Regions from separate parts of the Mus musculus genome. Here all the other regions are linked to region 2. The links are chromatin contacts, called in public promoter capture Hi-C maps. All regions are on one chromosome and are shown on one strand. The core of a region is the stretch at or near the end of the contact, and the rest is flanking DNA. Distances in the headings are between cores, read along the strand shown. Region 1 has its middle 21 kb from the start of Ahctf1. Region 2 holds the start of Coq8a (coenzyme Q8A). Region 3 holds the start of Kif28 (kinesin family member 28). Region 4 has its middle 25 kb from the start of Cdc42bpa.

Region 1 (2,700 bases), core at 73-2,572, 370 kb before region 2:
TCTAGTCAGCTCTCCACACAGCACGAGGGATTCCGAGAAGGAAGAAGGTTGGGAGGAGTACCTGGGAGGGAAGAAGTCAGAATGGCCTGCGACAAACAGCTTTGTTTTGGCAAAGGGTCTTGAGGAAATCTTGTGACTCTGTGTGTGGGGTGTGAGGCGAACATGCATGTTTGCATGAGTGTGGGAATGTGCCCATAGAGACATGAGTTGCAACGGGGACCTTCCTAGACTGATCTTCCACATTATTCTTTGGAGGCAAGGTCTCACAATCAAATCCAGAGTTTGCCCACAGAGCTAATCTCGACAGCTAGCTTGCTCTGGGGATCCCTTGTCATCTCCTTCAAAAGCTGGATTTATAGATTTATAGGCAATCTACCATAGCCACCGGGCACTCACATTTACATGCTCTGAACTCTGGTCTTCTTGCTTTCATAGCAAATACTTACAACTACAAAACCATCTACAGGATAGGTATGCGCTATGTAGGAAAAACTATAAATCCAAACCGAGTACTAGGCTATGTGAGACCTTATTTTAAAAACAAACAGGTTTGGAGACATAGCTCAGTTGGTGGAGCAATTGCTCCACATACACAAAGCTCTGGGATTGATCTCCAGCAACCTGTATACTAGGTTCTCATATCTGTCATCCAACACTCCAGAGGTAGAGGCAACAGGAAATCTAGATAATTCTCAGCTACATAGAGAGTTCAAGGCCAGCCTGGGCCACATGAGACACTCCATAAACAAATAACAAACACTAAAACTTACAGGATACCCTGAGTAATAAAAGCAAAGAAACCTAAAATTCAGGGAAAGCTCTAGGCAGCTTAGAGGGAGTCCCCCTTAGTATCATCAACTGTCAAGTTATCCCCATTTCCTTCCTTAAAACAGCTGCTCCTGTGGACAAGGACTTGTTTGTCCTCCACTGGACAGAGCCCCTTGCTTATCAGACCATCTACCTAACACTAACATGAGGAGTCTCTACTGACTCTCCCAGAGATTTGAGAACACTAAGAACTATTATTCAGCTGGAGAGTGAACCCCATGTCTTGGCGTACACTCCCATTCTCACTGCCCAGCAGCTTACAGCCATGGGCAGGGTGGGCAGTGCTTTCAGCTGTCCCAGGGAAAGAGTCCAAACTGGCCTTCATGCCAGTTCTACCCAAGTTCAGCCCACACTGCTTCACCTTCTAAGGCAGGAAGTTCTATCTCTTGACTGCCAATCACTGAGACAGAGGTTTTATTGTTACTACAGCTGTTACATGACCATCACGAAGCCTCATGTCACTGCAAGCTGAGGGACAAAGGTCAGAGTAACAGAAGCTTTCAATCATGCGTTTTAATGTGACAGGGTTTGCTCTTTTTGTAGTACTGAGCTGCTGCCCCGCCCCGTGTCTGCTTCTCCCTTGGGATAGCCAGGTCCCGCAACCCCAGGAACAACTTTGGAGAACTGGTTCAGTTTACTGGGGGACAGAGGGGGATATTTATGCTCCTGGGAAGGTGGCTAGGGTCTCTGGGGCAAGGTTTGTGTGGCTCTGTACCATTCATTGGTTAGGGCTGGGGTGTTAGAAGATGGCTCATCTGCATTCTCAGGGGCTGTAGGGTTAGGGAATGGGGGTGGGGGCGGAGCGGGGCAGGAAGTGTGCAGGAGGGTGGACTTTATAAGCTCAAACAGAAGTGAAGTCTGATAAATGTCAGGGTAATACATTCTTACTAGGGTTGATGGTGGGGGAGCTGGCTTTGGGGTACCAGGTTGGGAGGGGGAAGGTGACCAACTCCTGCTGTCCTCACGTTTTGAGGTATCCTGGATAGAAGATTCCTTGACCTTTTCTCCCTAACCCATTAAGGTCCCACACTGAGTATTAAAGATAGGCATGCTAGGTAAACACTCCACCACTGAGTCCTCTTTTTTACTTTCTAGACTTACTTTTCATGTGTATGAGTGTGTGTGTGTGTGTGTGTGTGTGTGTGTGCATTGTGTACATGCAGTGCTTACAGAGGCCTGCAGAGGGCATCAGAAACCCTGGAACTGGAGTTACAGGCCACTGTGAAATGCCATGTGGGTGCTGGATACGGATACTGTGCAAAAGCTGTAAAAAGTACTTTTAACTGCCAATTCAAAAAGAAAAAAATTTTTAAAAGGACAAAGAAAAACACGGAGAGACAATAAATCTATAGGAACAGCCATTTTTGGAAAATACAATCCGTCACAATAGGTTCCTCAAAAAAAATTTTTTTGAAATATATCTCATAGTTTCTGTATGTTTTAAAGTTTAGTAGATTTAATCATAAATATAATATCTCATTATTAAATGATTAAAAGAATACGAGTTGAGCCTGGTAACATACTCTTATAATCCTAATTCTAGGCAGGCTAAGGCAGGAGGTTTGCTGTGAGTTCAAAACCAGCCTGGGGACTGAAGAGATGGCTTGTCAGTTAAGAGCCCTGGTTGCTCTTCCAGAGGTCCTGAGTTTAATTCCCAGCACTTCATGACAGCTTCATGACATGCTATAACTGTAGTCCCATGGGATCCAGTGCCCTCTTCTGACATGCAGATGTACATGAAGACAAAACACCCAAATACACAAAAGACAAAGTCAGACTGGGTTTCATAGTAAGTTCTAGGCAAGCCTGGGCTACAAATCTTGTGTCAAGAAAACACTATACAGGTAAGCACACTTGAGAATCAGGAATCTT
Region 2 (2,700 bases), core at 27-2,526:
AGGGGACATTTTCAGTTGTCACAATTGGTGGGATTGGGTGGCCGTGGGGGTGTCACTATTTGTCTAGTAGTACAAGCCAGGGATTCAGCTACACACCCTGCATAAGATAAGCAGGCACAGTAAACAAGATTAGGTCCAACATGTTAATAGTCTGGAGTTGGGAAGTTCTGTCTCAGGTGGTTCATTAGCTCAGAGAATGCACAGATTGCCTGCCTCGCTTTTGCTTTGTGTCACCTGGTCCACAAGTGGTCACAATTCAGCTGTCTTCATTATTCACAAGGCTAAATATAGCATCCAAAGCTACCCTCGGAGTCGTACAGACACTGCTCTTGTAAGCCAACAAACCCCTCTAGCCTCTTCTCAGAAGTGCCTTCCTCACTCCAAATGTTTCCCAACAACCTCCCTGCCAGCATGGCCGCCAGCCACAGCACAACTGGATGTCTGTCATGATCACTAGTCCAAATCCTCCGGCAAGAAGGTTGGCCTGACACACCCCAGCTCCAGAGTCCCGTTCCACAGACACCAAGTCCAAGTGAGCCTAAATCAATTTTCTACAGTGCTGCAAGCCCAACCCAGATTGGATGTCTGCACACAGCCTCTGCCCCTTCAGGCTGCCTAGCCAATGAAGGGTCCCAGAACCCAGACCCGCCCCTACAGCGTTCTCCCTCTGTCCCCTCACACTCTGAAGGTGGCTTGGTTGAGTTATGTGACAGCTTCTGTGCAAGAGAGTGCAGGAGCTGTCAAAACTGGTAGTGTGGCCATCAGTGTCTGGGAAAAACAAGAGGACGGACCAAAAAGAAACGAAGAAAAAGGAACAAGGAAGGGACTTCTTCCCAGACTTCACCCCAGCCGTGAAACCCAACAGCTGGCTCGGGCTTAGAAGTTGTAGTTCTGACACAAACTGCAGCCAGAGCACACAGTTCGAGGGTCTGAGAGTTCAGAACATTATTGGGAGAAAGGCAGCCACGTGCGTGGACGACGCAGAGGCCACAAGCAACCCTCTGCTCGCTGAGCCAGACCCGGGTCGGGAAAGGGCTGCACCGTACGCAGGCCGCACTGTCACTTGAAAGTATAAGAAGGGACCCCGGGGTGCTGAGGTTAGCAGCGGGCCGGCAGGCGACAGCCTTACCGGGCTGCAGGAAGGTAGCTCCTCCGTCCGCAACGCAACGCCTCCGCGCGCTCGCCCCGCTGCGAGCGCTCCGCACACTCTCCGCTTCTGTTTACCTTCTAGCCCGGGTGCGCACGCCGCGCTCCGCTTGCCCCGCCTCCGAGCCCTCCCATTGGCTGAGCCGCTGTTTGTTAGCTGCCCCGATGCCACAGGACGCAGTGGGAGCGTGCTTACCGCGTGCGCAGCTCACAGCCAATAGGGACTGAGGGTGGAATAAAAGCAACCAATGAGAGGCCGCCCTTGAAGGCCGCGGTCCCTAATCTGCCTGTTAGCTGTCTTTTCTCCCGGGCAGGGAAAAAAGCCTGCAGTTGTTCTGCGCCTGCGTTCTGAAGATTGACAAGCGTTCACCTGGCAGCCACGTGAGGGTCGCCTGGGTACCGACGCTAGCTCAGCTTCCTAGGGGTCGGGCCGGGAAGACCTCAGAAGTTTTGATGGGACCACAGAGGAACCCCCCAGGCCCCCGCCCCAGGACCTAGACTAGGCCCGGGTTGGTTTTTTGGTTTGGTTTGGTTTGGTTTGGTTTTTTGCCATGTGATGAGGCTTCTGCCTGGGTTCCTCCAAAAGCACTTGGCCTAGGGAAGTGTTATGGCGCTGACACCAAAGTTCTATACCCTTCAGCTCTGTATTTAGACTAATTGTGCTTGCTTATTATGAGCGCCAATAAAAAAACAATCCTTTTCCAAGGTGAAAAACAGCCCTGAGGAGTGCACTCAACACACACAACATTGACCCACAACATCCCTAAGGGACTGCTGACCCAGAAAAGATAGGGTTGCGACAGGTCCATGCCACCTTTGTACCAAATGGGAGAAAATACCTAGCCTTGGGGCCTTTCCAAGATGCTTCCGTGCCAGCTCAGCCCTTTCGCCCAGCAATGCTAGGCCAGCTTCCCTCTAACGAACCTAAGACAATCGCTCGCTTCTCCCATGGTTTATTTTCCGTTTTTCGACAGATTGATATGATTTGGACCATGTTTCAAACAAAACAAAACAAAAACTCTGAAAGTATTCTCTATGCTTACTGTCTCCACTTCTTTTTCCATCCTTCTCCACAAAATCAATCTAATAAGGCTTCGATAGTTCGGATCTTGAATATTTTTTCCTCAAAGACCACTTTGGTCCCAAAGGGAAGTAGGCATAGGGAGGCTGTCAAACATTTAGGAAGTATGGCCTGATGAAAGAAAGTCACATCACTGAGGTTGTGACTTTATAGGGAATATTAGGACCTGGGAGCCTTCTCTGCTCCCATGAGAAGCCAACAGCTACCATGAGGTGAGCAGCTCTGCCCACTACACCATCCTACCATGACTTGCTGCTTCATGAGAGACCCCAAAGTCACAGCCCAATGGACCAAGGCCTAAATAAATCTTTCCTATTTCTAAGTTGGTTATCTTGAGTATTTTGCTGCATTATAGAAAGCTAAGGCTTTTCTGTTTAAAATACAGGCTTTAAGCATGCAGATTGCTAGTCTGATCAAAACTGAGATGGGCTCTGCCATTATTTCTTGAGTCTCTCTGCCCAGGCTTATTTCTC
Region 3 (2,768 bases), core at 234-2,733, 450 kb before region 2:
CAAGATTCAGGATCCTGGATATCTCAGACATTCCTTGGAGGTGAGTAGCAGGTAAAATCCTTTCAGTTCTTGACCTGGTATGTGTGTGTTTGCTTGCACAAGGGTTGCAAGGTACAAAGTGCAAACTTCTCATTTCCTGTATGGCAAAGATGTAATTTGCAGAACTCTCACATGATCGAAAGCTTCTCCTTCCACACCTAGTGTGATGACTGGGCCCACCACAGAGCTGATGGGAACGAGCCACATGGCATTAGCATAGTCTCACACTGGGACATTGCCTGCTCCAGGAGCTCTCTGTACCTCCTACCAGGGGGTGACAGTGAAGTTTGCTGCCACCTGCAGATGCATAAATTGGGCTCTCAGGCAAGGAGAGAATAGAACCCAAGTCTTTTGCAATAGCCAGTGCTCTTACACACTGCACCCTCTCCAGCTGCCTGGACACTTCTCTTTAGCTCTAGCACTTTCTAGCAGTCATAGAGTAACAAAACTTCACTGGTCACAGTGGGCAAAGACAAGCGTGCTATAATGGAAAGGGGGATAGCAGGTTCCACTGGGAACACACAGCACAGCTCTCTACCTCTGTGGCAAGCTTCTTACAGAACAGCATCCTCTCTGGAACCTGTGGAAGAGCTTAGTTCCAGTTCTTCTGACTTGAGTGGTATGCAGAGTGTGCCCATGTATGCTAGGTAGATGGGGCACAGCCAAGGGGAGGAGGCAGCCTTGCGCATGAGATCTCATGAGCAGTGTTTCCATAAAACTAACATGTAAGTGCACACTGGCACGTTCTCATTATGTGACTGAAGTCTGGTCAGGAACATGACTCTGCTACCTTAGCTTTCTATGTTGGGATCACTGACGTGTCCACATGTGGCAAGACTTACTTTTAAGATAAACATTTCTTGGTGTTTCATGTAGTGCAAGCTGGCCTTGAATGTACAACATAGCCAAGGATAAAAACTGAGCTTCTAGTAGGTTGCCTCGCCTCAAGCTGGCATTCCACACATCTCTGTGCCTCATTTCATAGAGTGCTGATGAGCTACCCTAGGGATTCATGCACGGTAGGCAAGCACACTTACCAACTGACATCTCTGCCCCACACCGACATGCAGTAAAAACAGACACCGCACATCTCTATTTAGCAAACTGCACTGGTTAAATAATTATTAACTTGACAGTATTTCTCTTGTCAGTTTTTTTTATTGTGCTACTTGTACCAAGGAATGAAATTAAATGTTTACTAAATTATGCTTAGAGCTTTTGTGAATCATTTGACAAATCCATTTAAATAAGTTTAATATTTCATAAATGACAAGCAGCTTAAATACAAATTCAGAAACTATTATTAAAAAATTAATAAAATCAGGCAGTAATTGTCAGCAAGGCAATGAGCATGGACTGACCTGGCTGAACGGCCGCACCCGGACGGCCACTCTCACACTGTCCGATCTCGGCACAGGCACTCTCCCCATTTTCTCATTATCCATGATGCTACTCGGTAGAAAAATAACACACAAAGCACACTGCTCACGAAAACATCCAAAGCTTAGCTGACAAAGTCTGCTTTTAGGTATCAATTATTAAGCGTCCATTCATTACACACTATCAATTACCTGTCATAAATTATTTGACAACACTTATTTATTGATGAACATCATGGCTTCCATCAGGCGCCATTACCAACGGTACACACGCTGCAGAAAAGAGGGTTCCTTTCCTCTTTTCCGACATCTGCTCACACTCTTCCATTCTCTGTAACCTGTGCCTGAGGTTCTGTGGCAGTTACCAGTTTAAAACCTGAATACTAGAGAGGCTCCTGTGACGAAGTCGCAAGCTCTTTCACAGCATGGGAAGTCTAAACCTTGTCGGCTCCTCTTCTCAGCAGCAGGCACACGTCGGTGCACTGTTTTATTTCTTTCTTCAATCCTTCCATGAGGTTGCTAGGAAGCAGTGAAACCGGTCAATCTAACCTGGATAATTAAGTCTCTGAACTGAGAGACAAGATAGTCCTTAAGTTACTGAAGAGAACTGCTAGCTAGGAAACCGATGCAGTACTGGAAAATTACTCATTTGAGGTAGATTACACAACATTTGTAAAACTACAAAAAGGCAAAATCACATGCCCACAATTCAAATTCAACACAGTATCAGGCAAAGCCCAATGAGCACAGGTACTGACCAGAGATCCGAGGAACAGCATCAAAGTGCATACATTATAAAACAGCAATGTTAAAAATAATCAATAGTTCATCGCCCTCATTTTAAGACAGTTCTAGTATCTTAACTGTAAAGAAAGGATATGAACATATGTCCAGTAGCATATAAAATTACAACTCAAACAGAAAGCTCCTCTCAAAAATCTACCAGACACACAGTGTACTTTACAGTAGTTTATTTAACCTCCCAATGATAAGTCATATTTACATTGATATAAACGCATCAAGTCGTATAAAACGCCTGCACTACAAGAACTGCACTCCATGTGGAGTTACTCATTTACTGCTTACAAAATTGTACAATTTATATAAAGTATTTCCATCCAAATTGGTGACTTTAATAATCCACACAAATACTGTTGACTTTTACAAACAGGTGCGTGTTAAAATCTTGGGCTAAAAATTACAGCATTTTCCTGCGTAAAATTTGCTTTGGAAAAGAAGATGGCTTCTTTCTGCCCCTTCCAAGAGTTTTTCCTGCTATTTCTGCAGTTTTTCTTGGCTTGCCGGTCTTTATTTCATCCACTGGACTCGCCAAGGGAGAAACCAGCTTAA
Region 4 (2,700 bases), core at 37-2,536, 260 kb before region 2:
GACATGGTAGCGTGCATGTAATCCCAGCGCTATAGAGGCAGAGACAGGTGAATCATCCCTGGGGCTCACTGGCCAGCCAGCCTAGCCTTCTGGGAGAATTCCAGGCCAGTTAGACAGCCTGTCTCAAAAATCAAGATGGACAGAACCTAAATACAGCCAATGCACACATACACATGCACACATGTGAGCATGGGTGGACACACTTTGTATCTAACACAAGGAAAAGAGTGAAGCTTTCCTGGTCTTATTTTTGTCAATTATCTGCTGAAATGGAATTGTAAGTAAAGGACAGCCAAATCTAATCCCTCTCTTCTACATTTTCAAACTTAACATTTATTGCAAAAGGTCACAGAAAAATAGAGTGCTCATGTTTCACCACGATGTGACCTTTACATAAGACCCAGAAATGTTTCTTTGCTTTTGCAATAGCCTCCTGCCCTGTTTGATTCTTTGACAGAAATTTGAAGAAGAGGCAACAATAATTTTAAGAATAAAGTAATAATAATTGAAAAAAAAACCCTTCATGTAGACTCTTCTTTGAACGTTGACAAGAGCTTGAATTCTGGAACCTGTGCTGTGCTGAAGCAAGCCTTTGTTGTAGGCTGTTGTAGACAATTACAAGGACCTGACAGGTAAGAAGCAATGTGAGGTCGAAAATGACGGAACCAAACAGATGCAGATACGCATAGCCAACCATTGAACTGATCACAGGGATTCCAATAGAGAGGAGCTAGGGAAAGGACTGAAGGAGCTGAAGGGGTTTGCAACCCCATAGGAAGAACAACAACATCAACCAACCAGATGCCCCTGAAGCTCCCAGGGACTAAACCACCAACCAAAGAGTACGTGTCGAGGGACCTATGGTTTCAGCTGCATATGTAGGAGAGGATGGCCTTATCTGGCATCAATGGGAGAAGAGGTCCTTGGTCCTCTGAAGGCTCATTGCCCCAGTGTATGGGAATGCCAGGGTGGCGAGGTAGGGGTGAGTGGGTGGGGGAGCACCCTCATAGAAGCAGGGGGACGGGGATAGGATAGGGGGGTTGTGGAGGGGAAACCGGGAAAGGGGATAACATTTGAAATGTAAATAAATAAAATATCCAATTAAAAAAGAGACTGAACCATACTCAGACTGATGCTCATTTGAATGAAACTGCCTACTTATGCGACACAGCACCAGCATTGTCAATGTAGACATACAATCACCAGGAAGTCCAGGGTTATGGGATTTCCCAATTGTTATGTTGATCTAGTACATAGGGCACTTAGTATATGAATCATAGTGTTCTGACACTGTTCAAAGGGAAGATAGGAGGACCAGACCATGGCTGGAGAGAACACATGAGTGTTATTATGAAAATCTTTGGAATTGCTTATGTTTGATCATGTGAACCCCTAACTGGTATGCTTCACTGATATGTGCTCCCCACTACCTCGCCAGGGTTAGGAAGAAGTCACATAACAAAAATTACCTTTTGTTAAGTAGAAGTCTTGCTTGAAAACATTTCAGTCAGGAAGCATTAAGTCATAGTTTTTACAAAAACCCACAAAATGTTCTACTTTGTTTTTATTCTTGTCACTTAAATCTTCACAACTTTAGGTTGGCTTGATTTCCCCCTTGCTCTGATGGGAGTACGTTCCTGCCAAGCTTGAAGTTTGTTACAATCATTTCTGAATGACACAAGTGCCAAAAACATCTCAACCGTCTGTCTCGACAGGAAAAATTAGATTTCTTTAACTCTTGTTTTATGGAAGACACGTCCAACTATTTTTATAAAATATTTTTTTTTGCAAAGGAGAAAGTTTAACACAAATATGTTGACTTAAGACCCAAACGAAAATTTTCTAGGAAGGCCTTTATCAAATGTGGACCATGATATTGTTTTAAATGTTATTACCTTTAACTTTTGGGTTTCAATTTTCACTGACAGGAATAATTTGGGCAAGGCAAATTATTCTCCCCTAAGTTTCTTTCTCACATTGTAACAGCGACAAAGGTTTATGTAGTAGGCTACTGTAGCAGGTACTATTTGCTTTCTCAGCCTTTCTTTGGTTGCTACCTCCCATCCCAGGAGTCCATCTTGGTTTAGAGATTGGATGGGAAAAGCTTTCTTCTTTCCAAGAGAACAATTCAGATTCTAGGGGTGTCTTCATTAGGGTTTCATGTGAAGAGACACATGGCCAAGGCAACTCTTATAAAGGACAACATTTAATTGGAGCTGGCTTACAGGTTCAGAGGATCAGTCCATTATCACCATGGCAGAAAGCATGACAGCATCATGGTGGGGAGCATGGTGGTGTGCAGGTAAATACAATGTTAGAGAAGGAAGAGCTGAAAAATCTACCTCTTGATCCAAAGGCAGCTAAGAAGAGACTCCTTTTCTTCAGCCAGACAAAAGGAGGCTGTCTTCTGCACTGGGCAGAAGTTGAACATAGGATCTCAAAGCTCACCCACACAGTGAGTGACACACTTCCTCCGACAAAGCCACACCTACTCCAACAAAGTTGCACCTCCTAATATTACCACTCCCTGGGCCAAGCCTCTTCAAAATCCCACAAGGGGCATACAAGGTCCATGTGCGGGTAGAGGATTTGAAGGGGTGACAGTCTTCTTGCCACCAGGAGAAGTCTGTCTGCAGCAGAAGAGGATATAACCTGGTAGGGAAATGATCAGCAGGAAGGCTCAGGAGTGATGTCAGGCAG

Evidence for each region. Promoter capture Hi-C pulls out the DNA fragments that hold promoters and counts their contacts.
Region 1: a promoter capture Hi-C map of liver shows a contact between it and region 2, with 2.5 times the contacts expected there. The contact joins the enhancer-like site here to the promoter of Coq8a in region 2. A contact is called at or near these places in 17 of 39 promoter capture datasets (3T3-L1-derived adipocytes, the C10 cell line, the HPC-7 cell line and 11 more), 3 of 115 datasets of contacts at active chromatin or transcription factors (embryonic basal ganglia, embryonic stem cells and neural tube) and 3 of 9 other capture datasets (embryonic stem cells, liver and pancreatic islet).
Region 3: a promoter capture Hi-C map of the SN4741 cell line shows a contact between it and region 2, with 7 times the contacts expected there. The contact joins the promoter of Kif28 here to the promoter of Coq8a in region 2. A contact is called at or near these places in 8 of 39 promoter capture datasets (the 3T3-L1 cell line, 3T3-L1-derived adipocytes, HPC-7-derived erythroid cells and 5 more), 1 of 115 datasets of contacts at active chromatin or transcription factors (pancreatic cancer cells) and 1 of 9 other capture datasets (macrophages).
Region 4: a contact with region 2 is called in a promoter capture Hi-C map of 3T3-L1-derived adipocytes, with 2.1 times the contacts expected there. The contact joins the enhancer-like site here to the promoter of Coq8a in region 2. A contact is called at or near these places in 16 of 39 promoter capture datasets (the 3T3-L1 cell line, 3T3-L1-derived adipocytes, the SN4741 cell line and 10 more), 1 of 484 Hi-C or Micro-C datasets (nephron progenitors) and 1 of 9 other capture datasets (adipose tissue).

The regions. Positions count from the first base shown.
Region 1 is chr1:179,823,434-179,826,133 of GRCm38.p6, forward strand. No RefSeq gene overlaps it. Among named protein-coding and RNA genes, the nearest start is that of Ahctf1, 21 kb to the left of the region's middle. Within about 2 kb of position 1,323, at least 3 of the 459 cell types and tissues checked have an H3K27ac peak or open chromatin away from gene starts, as enhancers often do. A contact at or near this core is called in liver, where this site is marked.
Region 2 is chr1:180,194,744-180,197,443 of GRCm38.p6, forward strand. It overlaps Coq8a (coenzyme Q8A), which reads right to left and starts at 1,277. Exons shown (of 15, transcript NM_023341.3): 1 at 1,130-1,277.
Region 3 is chr1:179,743,717-179,746,484 of GRCm38.p6, forward strand. It overlaps Kif28 (kinesin family member 28), which reads right to left and starts at 1,484. Exons shown (of 23, transcript NM_001370897.1): 1 at 1,401-1,484. The coding sequence starts at 1,484. Ahctf1 (AT hook containing transcription factor 1) reads right to left here. Exons shown (of 36, transcript NM_026375.2): 36 at 1,188-2,768. The coding sequence ends at 2,617.
Region 4 is chr1:179,934,260-179,936,959 of GRCm38.p6, forward strand. No RefSeq gene overlaps it. Among named protein-coding and RNA genes, the nearest start is that of Cdc42bpa, 25 kb to the right of the region's middle. Within about 2 kb of position 1,287, at least 9 of the 459 cell types and tissues checked have an H3K27ac peak or open chromatin away from gene starts, as enhancers often do. A contact at or near this core is called in 3T3-L1-derived adipocytes, where this site is marked.